Linked DNA regions of Zea mays: region 2 is linked to region 1. Evidence: chromatin contacts called from public Hi-C data. All regions are on one chromosome and are shown on one strand. Each heading gives the region's core, a stretch centred on a gene start, on an enhancer-like site or on the middle of the called end of the contact. The rest is flanking DNA. Distances are from core to core; before and after follow the strand shown. Region 1 holds the start of LOC732814 (DNA mismatch repair protein). Region 2 holds the start of LOC100193489.

The links. A called contact is a pair of places that touch in the nucleus more often than the background predicts.
Region 2: a contact with region 1 is called in a Hi-C map of leaf, with 7 times the contacts expected there. The contact joins the promoter of LOC100193489 here to the promoter of LOC732814 in region 1. A contact is called at or near these places in 2 of 25 Hi-C or Micro-C datasets (ear and leaf).

What each region holds. Positions count from the first base shown.
Region 1 is chr10:131,827,739-131,832,455 of Zm-B73-REFERENCE-NAM-5.0, reverse strand. LOC732814 (DNA mismatch repair protein) reads left to right here and starts at 2,745. Exons shown (of 22, transcript NM_001112428.1): 1 at 2,745-3,100; 2 at 3,552-3,684; 3 at 3,772-3,869; 4 at 3,979-4,054; 5 at 4,559-4,678. The coding sequence starts at 2,991.
Region 2 is chr10:132,009,386-132,014,102 of Zm-B73-REFERENCE-NAM-5.0, reverse strand. It overlaps LOC100193489, which reads right to left and starts at 2,005. Exons shown (of 4, transcript NM_001138603.1): 1 at 1,540-2,005; 2 at 1,127-1,369. The coding sequence starts at 1,911.

The DNA of each region.
Region 1 (4,717 bases), core at 1,496-3,995:
ATTTGCGATCCTCCCACTCAAACACACACACTAGTTGATTGAGATCGCATTCTAGTGAGTGATTGAGACGCTCTAGTGCATTTGCATTCGTTGTGATCTTTTGAGGCACTAGGTGAGACACCGGGCAAGCATCATCGACTTGTTACTCTTGGAGGTTGTCGCCTCCTAGACGACTCGAGTGGTGTCTCCATCGAGCTCTCCGTGAAGATTGTGGAGGAGCCACGTGACTGACTGTGAGGGGTTCGCGCACACCTCACCGGAGCGACAAAGGCGACACTAGTGGAATCGAGGTATTGAGTGAGTTCTTGTCCACTTGGCTCAAAGATCAAGCCGTGTCTTGGTAGAGGAGCAAGTGAGAGCTTGAATTCCACCTCAACGTGGATTAGGGGTGAACGACAAATCACCGATACCACGGGATAAATTTCGGTGTCTCTCAACTTTTATACATTACTTACAAGTAGTTGGTAATTTGTATATTGCCTATCTTGTGTGATGTTAGCTTAAATTGCTCATTATATTTTATTGTCTCATCAAGGTTAGTAATTTTATATCTCTTGTCGATTTGATTAAAATTCTCTAGTGTATTTTATTTTTAGTCAAAACCGTCTATTCACTCCCTCTAGCCGGTGTCCTAGATCCTGCAATTATTCAATGCAATGAAAGCAAAAAAACTAGACATGCATTACGAGTACAACACTAAACCCAACGAATGGAGGAATGTCGGAGAGATGTTCTTTTGTGCTTTTTGGTGTTTCTCGCAGTGCGCAGAGGGCTTCAGTCATTATCGTCTCGTGCTCTCTATTGATGGTAGTTTTTTGCTTGGGAAGTATAGGGGCACATTGTTGGTTGCCATTTCATGTGACGTGGACAACGCATTGGTTCTTTTGGCATTTGCTTTGGTGGTGAGGGAGAACAGAGATAGTTCGTTTTGGTTCTTGCGACTTGTTCGGATCCATGTCGTGGGCCCTGGTCGGGAGATTGGTGTCATATATGACAGAAACCAGGGTATTCTTAATGTAGTGCAAGAGCAGATTCCTGGCTACACACCCATGCACCACAGATGGAGCACTCGACACCTAGTAGAAAATCTTTTTCGAAAGGGTTGTACCAAGAATAATTCCCCCCTTTTTGAGGAGGTCTGTCGACAGTTGGAGGTTTCGTTATTCGAGGATAAGTTGAAGGAATTAAAAGATACAACAAATGATGAAGGTGAAAAATGGATTGCTAGATTTCCTAACTGTATTTCCTCGTCTCCTACACAAAAAACAGTAAGTACGAATGCAACATTACGACTGATGCTATCAAAAAGCAATATCAACCTCATCGTAATCTACCACATGTCCAAAAATAACCCACACCAAGATCAGAAGGAACTAATCCATACTTAGCTTCATTAAAACCGCCACTCATTTTTTCTTTTTCTTTGCCTCTGGCTCAGGCCAATGGGACCTAGGACCATACAACCACTCTATGAAACTACACTTACGCCCACCGTATGGCCGTAGGGGAATAAATTAGTAAATTTGTGAAAAAATAACAAAATTTTGGACATTTGTTATGCACTCACATAATTACTGTTGGGACACACGAAGTACTTCACAGTGTCCTTACATAAGACAACACGATCTCCGCAATCACACCGAGGCGGAGACTTCAGTCGTCTTTCTGCGACTAAGTTCTTCTTCTCATCCGTCATTGGTGTCGTGTCGGGGGAGGAGGCACCCAACGCTTAAAACACTGTATATTCCTTCTGGACAACCAATTAGCGAAAAGGAGATATCGATGGTCAAATTTATGAGGACCGTCGATCCATTGGAAAACACATCAAGTGATCCTACAGAAATGGAATGAAGCATTAGTACACATGTAGTAAACATCAATAACACACAAGTCATAAGCTACATATGTTAAAAACGCCACAAGTGTAGAAGCAGCGAGCAGCCGTGTCTAGATATTTGAATTGACATACCCAAGGCGGTCTGCCACAGTCACAATTAGGTACAGGAAGATCAGGAGGAACATGAGCATCCTTACTAGATACATCCAGATACAACTCCCGAGGACGATCTCTCTTCTGCCACAACGACTCCTAATACATGTCTTTTCATCTAACAAACGATTATATATTAACACAACTATATAGAAATAACAGAAATGATTTTAACTTATAAATACATGTATTTCATAAATTATCTAACAAACTGTAGTCATTATATGAACCATATATCATAGGATTCATAACTAATAGCAATATGAGCAACAATCAAAACTAATTAATCGAAAACATACAACGCAATATACGTAACAAATGAATCAGTGAGACACTATACCTTGGTCTTCAAAGTTTTCCAACTCGAATACGAAGATTGGAGCACCTCTGGGTGGTATGGAAGAAGATACAAATGGTTGGGTGCAGCTCTCGGCTAGGAAACAACCGATTTATAGGCCTTCCTAGCTCGGCGCCACAGATCCATGGCGCCGAGCTAGTGCCATGTCGGTGCTGCATCAGCCCTCGACGCTAGCGGCCTTGTGTTACCTTGGTGCTACAACTTATGATATTGAGCAACGAGTCCAAATGCAGAAATAAGTTATCTAGGGGTCTAAACATTAAACACGATTTTTTTCTTAAAAAGGACCAACATAAAAAAAACTCGGGCTGGCGGCCTGCCAGCGCCCGGGGACCGTGAGCCCGTGACCCCAGCGGGCCCAACCAGTCAAAACCGCAAGAGAGAGTCGTGAGGCGTGCGCACTACCCCGAGAAACGTGCGACGGGAACCTCCGCGGTTCCCCAAGTTCGCCTCCTTCACTACTCTCGCGCCCCGGCACGCCTGAAAAACCCCACCCCTCCTGCCGCTCCGCCTCTCCCATCACTTCCCACGCCCCTCGCCGCCTCCCATTCCAGCGTGGACACGACGCCACTCGCCAGCACGGAGACGCGCGCCTCGAAGCACTACTGCACTAGCCAGCCGTCGTTCTTCCGCGCCGGCGCCATGCACCGGGTGCTCGTGAGCTCGCTTGTGGCCGCCACGCCGCGATGGCTGCCCCTCGCCGACTCCATCCTCCGGCGCCGCCGGCCGCGCTGCTCCCCTCTTCCCGTGCTGTGAGCTTCGCTGTCTCCATATGGCCCTATCTCTGGGGCATTGGGTTTGGGTGTGATTGAGCCTCGTTTTTTCTCTCTCCTGCGAATCGTTAAAAGAATGTCATTCCACTGGACACCGATAACCAACTTGGTTACTGCCTGAAACTCGGACTAAACATGTACAATTACTAGCTACAAAATACCGAGGAGAGTAGCTGGGTCCGCGTTTGGATCATTGGCATAAAATTTGAATTTATTTATATTGATACTTGTAGAAGGAACAAGCAATTCAGTTTGGTATGTCACAGATGTGTAATGTGACTTGATTGGTGGCAAATTGTTAGCCCATGTAACTGAAGTCCCTTCCACTGAATAATGAAGCGATTACATACTTTTCACTAATTTGGATTTAGTATCGCACCATTTTGACCCATTTACATTGCCTTGTAATCTTGATGATCCTTTGCTCCAGGATGTTCGATCGGAGGGCTTGGTCCAAGCCAAGGAAGGTCTCACGAGGCATTTCAGTGGCGTCCAGGAAAGCTAACAAACAGGGAGAATACTGTGATGAAAGTATGCTGTCGCATATCATGTGGTGGAAAGAGGTCGTTGCAAACAGCTGATATCTCTACCCCATGCACCAAGGCTGTTTCTTCTGTTATTTATTGATCCTATACTATCTGATGTTTCAGAAAATGGAGAGGTGCAGAAAACCATCATCCATACAATTGACTCAGAGGCTTGTGTATTCAAATATATTAGGGTTGGATCCGAATTTAAGAAACGGAAGGTGTGGTATATGCTTTATGCGTGGCTGACATAATTATGCTCTTTTTTCTTTCTATCTTGAAAGGTTCACATGATGTTATCACTGACATAATACTGCACTATTTGTTCAGCTTGAAAGATGGAACCCTGAACATGGAGATTTTGGTATTTAAATCAAAATTTCCTCGTGAGGTTCTACTTTGCAGAGTATGTTCTGATGTAGCGTTCCATTAAGTTGTATGTTTTTTATGATTCTCTGATAAAAATTCAGTATCACATAGACTTTTAGTGGAAGGGGAAATGGAATCTTAATGCTGTCATACCCGACATACCTTGTCATAACCATCTCATCTATGTGTGCTACCTATATCAGGGATCTGGGTGACATGTGATACCGTGCTATATGCACTTTGCTAGGTATTTGCCATCTTACATGTGGTGCAACTCGTGGTGCATAGACTAATTTTATCTGTTTCACCAATTCACCTCACAGCTCTCAATATAATTAGACTCACTCTCAGCATTTTATCAGAATAACATCCAGAAGTATTATATTGCTCCCTGTTGTTAATTTTTTCTCTCCGATCCAAGACATGAAATTTATTTAAATAGTTTGACCTTTTGTCAACTTCATTAATGTTCTGAATTGTTTTTATAATATTGGAATGGAAATAATAACAATTTATTTTATTTGATGATTTTGTTACTCAGGTAGGAGATTTCTATGAAGCTATCGGTTTTGATGCCTGTATTCTCGTAGAGCATGCAGGCTTAAATCCTTTTGGAGGTTTGCGTTCCGACAGTATTCCTAAAGCTGGGTGTCCAGTCGTGGTATGGTTTAATATAGCATTTTTCTGCTCTGTAATTTTG
Region 2 (4,717 bases), core at 756-3,255, 180 kb before region 1:
AGCTGGTCCCTAGGAGTATACTACAGGAAGCGAAAGAAATACTACGACCACTCATATATACCACGAGCCCATGATGCTCCTGCATGTGGCGAATTGGCTAGAGTAACTAAAACCCAACCACCATGCCTACGGCTACGAGTAGGGGGGACGATCAGGCGGTCGGTGTCGTTCTTCAGTGTGGGCTCGGTAAATGGCGTGGCTACTAGCCTACTAGTACTTACTGACCACCAGTGTGCAGAGTGGATCAGAGCAGGTGATCGACATCACATACATTCACCCGCCAGAGGTGCTGAATTACCACATCACATCATACGAGTGCTGGGCCTTTTTTGTGTTTCTGGTTAAGGGAGAGTAGGCCAACGTTTTGCAGATTGCTCCACGGAGAGCTCGTGCCTTAATTAAGCTTGTACTGCAAGAGGAGTGCAACGCCATTTTAGCTAGCTACTTATATGAAGCTTCATATATATAATAATATAAACATATAGTAGGTACAGACGTTCAGCAGTTGTGTTGTTCTGCTGAACAGCACTCGACACTGGGGGCGGGGGCTGCAATTGCGGGTTTGGAGTCTTGCTTCCTAGGGAACAAACATATCAGACTGCCACTCGGACTGGCCATCAAGGGTTTTGTCACTTCTCGCATCGCATCGGCTGGTGCCTGAAACTGCTGAAACTCTGCGCAGAAACTGTCTTGTAACACTGCACTTTGGTATGGGGCAGCTTGCCAGCTTGTGAACTAGAGGCCACGGCCGGCCATGCCAGTCAGAACACATATACTGCCCAAAATTACACACTGGCGTGCCAAGAAGCATTCACCTGCTACAGTTTTGTGTCTCCTTCCCGGCCTCTCGGAAACCGACGCCAACAATCAGCTACCTACCGGCCCATATCTTCTTGCTTGTGTTTGAGTCAGTAAGCAGCTACTTTTTTTTATTATTTCTTTCCCCTTTACTCCGGGTTAGGACTTAGGCATAATGCGTTCGCAGAATTTTGTACTGGAAATAACGCTTGGATAACACGACTACTTGTCCCGGTTCTCCTAAATTATCTCTATATTTTTTTTGACTAATTTACGCTTGATGATGATTGAGTAGCTGGAATTTGAAGGGAGAGCTGAAGCAATTTACCGTGAGGATTTTCCTGTACTCGGAGATGAGGTACGGGACGTAGTCCTGGATGGCGAACTGGCGGGAGCGGAAGGAGAAGGGCACCAGGTAGTAGTTGTTGACGAAGTCGTTGCCGCCGAGCGTGATGAGGACGAGCGCATTGCTCACGACCTGCCTCGCCGCGTCGTCGCCGACGAACGCGGCCAGCCTCTGCTGGTAGTCCTGGAAGTTGTGCAGCTGCTGCCCGATCCCGATGATGTTCACCTGGCCACGCCGTACGTACGTAATAACGAAGGTTAGTTCTGCTGTATATGCAGCTACACTACAGGACGTACTGCTGTATCCCTGTCGTCCGGGTCCGGCCGGCCGGTGGCGAGAACGCGCGCGGCAGGCAACGACGCGGCTGCCTATTATCTGTCTCTGTTGTTGCTTACGAACTGTATGCCGGTGTCGTTGAGGATGCCGACGCCGGCGGACGCGAAGTTGGCGCCGACGAGCAGCTGGTCGCCGCGGAGGTCGGGGCTGAGGTACGGCAGCGCGGGCTGGGAGCCGAGGTGCTCGCTGATGATGTCGGGGATGTTGAGCCCGTTGGAGAACCGCCCCGTGGGCAGGTGCGTGGGGAAGTCGATCCCGTAGGGCGGCGCGTCGGCCCGCGCCGTGGTCATGAGGTAGTTGTTGTTGCCGTTGTCCACGAGGGAGTCCCCGAACACGAAGAAGGCGCGCGGCGGCGAGGCGGACGCGGCCCCGAGGACGAGGAGCGCCGCCACCGCGGGGACGAGGACGGTCACGAGCAGAGCAGCGTCCATTGCGCGTGGCGCGGAAGGGCCTCGCTCGCTCGCTCGCAGTCGCGGAGTGATGACTGATGAGACGAGAGCGACGCCGAATTGATTGTTGGACGCGAGATGGAGCGGCCAGGTGGGCAGGGGCGACACGGAGTCCCGCTTTTGTATAGAGAATAGACGGACGGGGAGGAGAGCGCCCGGCTGCGTGCCTGCGTGCGAGTTAAAAGACAGACGGTCCAGTTGGGTTGTGCAGTCCCACTCCCACTGTCCCACATACTGGAAGGCGGCAAGGCACCACTGGGCGGCAGAGACGAGTCGCTCGGACATCAAAGCCGGCTCCAGAGACGGGAATTCCCTTTTCCGGTGGTGGCACGGTACGGGCGGTAGCCCGGTGAGACTTGTTTGTTTGTGTCGGATTGATGGACCGGAACGATTTCTAGATAGATTGCTTCTCTAATTTATATAAAGTTTGATTAACCAGAACGATTCCGGGTACAATTCGACGAACAAGGACTGAATAGGACGGAATCAAAAAGAACGGATAGCCCTCGTCAAAACCGTAGTTAATAACAGTCGTTTAGTCGCAGGCTGAGCAAAGACGCGTCTAGTGCCAAACCCTAATTAACTGAGTGGTGATTATAGATGTCCAATAAGCACGAGGCCCGCGAGCCCGGCACGAAACCCGTTGTTTGGGCCCGGTCCGAGCCCGACACGGCCCGGTTATATGCGGGCCCGAACTGGCCCGGCACGAATAAGCGGGTCGGGCTCGGACAGGAAATTAGGCACGGTGGGCTAGCCCGGCACGGCCCGTTTAGCTCTAAGCCCGTTAAGCCCGCTTTTTTTACACTAAAACGTACTTTTCGGCCGGCATAGCCCGCTTTTCGGTCCGCTTTTTTCGTGCTAAACGGGCCTGGTTGGTTTTAGTGATTAATGACAACGTAATATTATATGTGACTAACGTGTGTTTTGCAGAGACAAATGGTAAGTTAGGTCGCATGACAGGTAAAAGCACTACAATGTGAAAGCAATCCCGTAGATAAGAACTCGAAGCGACGGCTAAAACGACGGAACAAAAGGTGAAGGTCTACGGAGTCCGAGTGTCAAGGAGATGTGGACACTCGCGATTTAGTTAGGTCTTTTATTCTCTTTTAGCCGTACTATAAAGAGGGGTTGTCGATGAGTAGTTTGACCAAGAGAGTTCTAGTGTAGTGTTGGTGCACAATCACACTCATATACAGTGCTAGGTGTCACTCTAGAACTCACACTCAAGTTAGAACGAAAACCGATTTGAAAATCAGCTGAAAAACAAGAGTTAGGGTTTCTGGCTTTGGGGCACCGGACTGTCCGGTGTGCACCGGACTGTCCGGTGCACCCTCTGCCAGGTGGGACCAGGCTGGTCCACAGCAGAGCCTTCCCAGTCGCAGAAACCCGAGAGCGCTGCCTTCGGAGATGAATTTTAGTGGCACACCGGACATCGCACCGGACTGTCCGGTGTGCACCGGACAGTGGACTGTTCACTGTCCGGTGCGCCATGAGTCCAACGGCTCCGTGTCAGAACTAGCCGTTGGAAGTGACCGTTGGCGCACCGGTGGCGCACCGGACTGTCCAGTGCGCCATCGCGCAGCAAGTTTCCTATAACGGCTAGTTGGTGGGTGAGGGCTATTTATACCCCTCCACCCACCATATTCAATGTCTTGCACTCCACATTTATTCCAGCACTTTGGTAGAGCATTGCAAGCACCAAAAGCCTAGTGAGGAGATTAGAGAATCATAATCCGTGCTTGTTCCTCATTAGCGCTAGTGAGAGCCACCTAGAGCACACACCACTTGCATTAGGCTTCTCTTGGTCAAGCGAAAGTCTATGGCTTGTTACTCTTGGTGATCGGCATCACCTAGACGGCTTGGTGGCGTTGGGAGCTCGGTGATCACCGTGAAGATCTTGTTGGTGACCCGGCTCAAGTTTGTAAGCGGTCTCGAGGGATCCACCGCGCCGGAGTGGCAAAGGATCATCTCGTAGTGAGCACTTGGTTCTTGCGAGGATCAAGGGGGAGCGATACCCTTGCGCGGGTGCTCCAACGAGGACTAGTGGAGAGTGCCGACTCTTCGATACCTCGGGAAAAATTGGAGGAGTCTTCTAAACTTTGCTTTACATTCCGCACTCAATTTAAGCACTTTACATTGTGTATTTGTTTAGCAAGTATTTGAAGTATTATCTTAGCTTTGTTACATTTCTAGTGTTATATTCTTAGTGCTAGTTGTTGGGGTGAAGTTGGGCTCTTGTTTAGCTCTTGCTTAGGTTTTAATTAGTGTTGATTTTTAGAAAAGCCCAATTCACCCCCCCTCTTGGGCATCGTGATCCTTTCAATTGGTATCAGAGCCTTGTTGCTCATAGATTAGCTTAACCGCTAGAGTTACGATGTCCGGTGGGGATGGACCTCCTCCCGTTTTTGATGGTGACGATTTTCCTTATTGGAAAATTCGTATGGAAGCATACTTAGAGGCTATAGACATCGGTGTCTATAAAGCCGCCACACAAGGGTTCCCCGAACCTAGAGATGCCACAAATCTTGTAGGTGATGAGTTCAATTATGAGAAATGGAATGCGAAGGCCAAAAACACCCTTTTTAGAGGCCTTTGCAAAGATGTGTTCAATAGAGTTCGGAATCATAAAAATGCTCATGATTTGTGGATGGACATTTGTGCTCTACACGAAGGAACTAGAAGTGAACGTGAGGAAAGATATCACATAGCTATGCGAAAGTTAAATTCTTTTGAAATGCTTGCTAATGAAAATGCAAACGCTATGTACTCACGACTTAATATTCTTGTA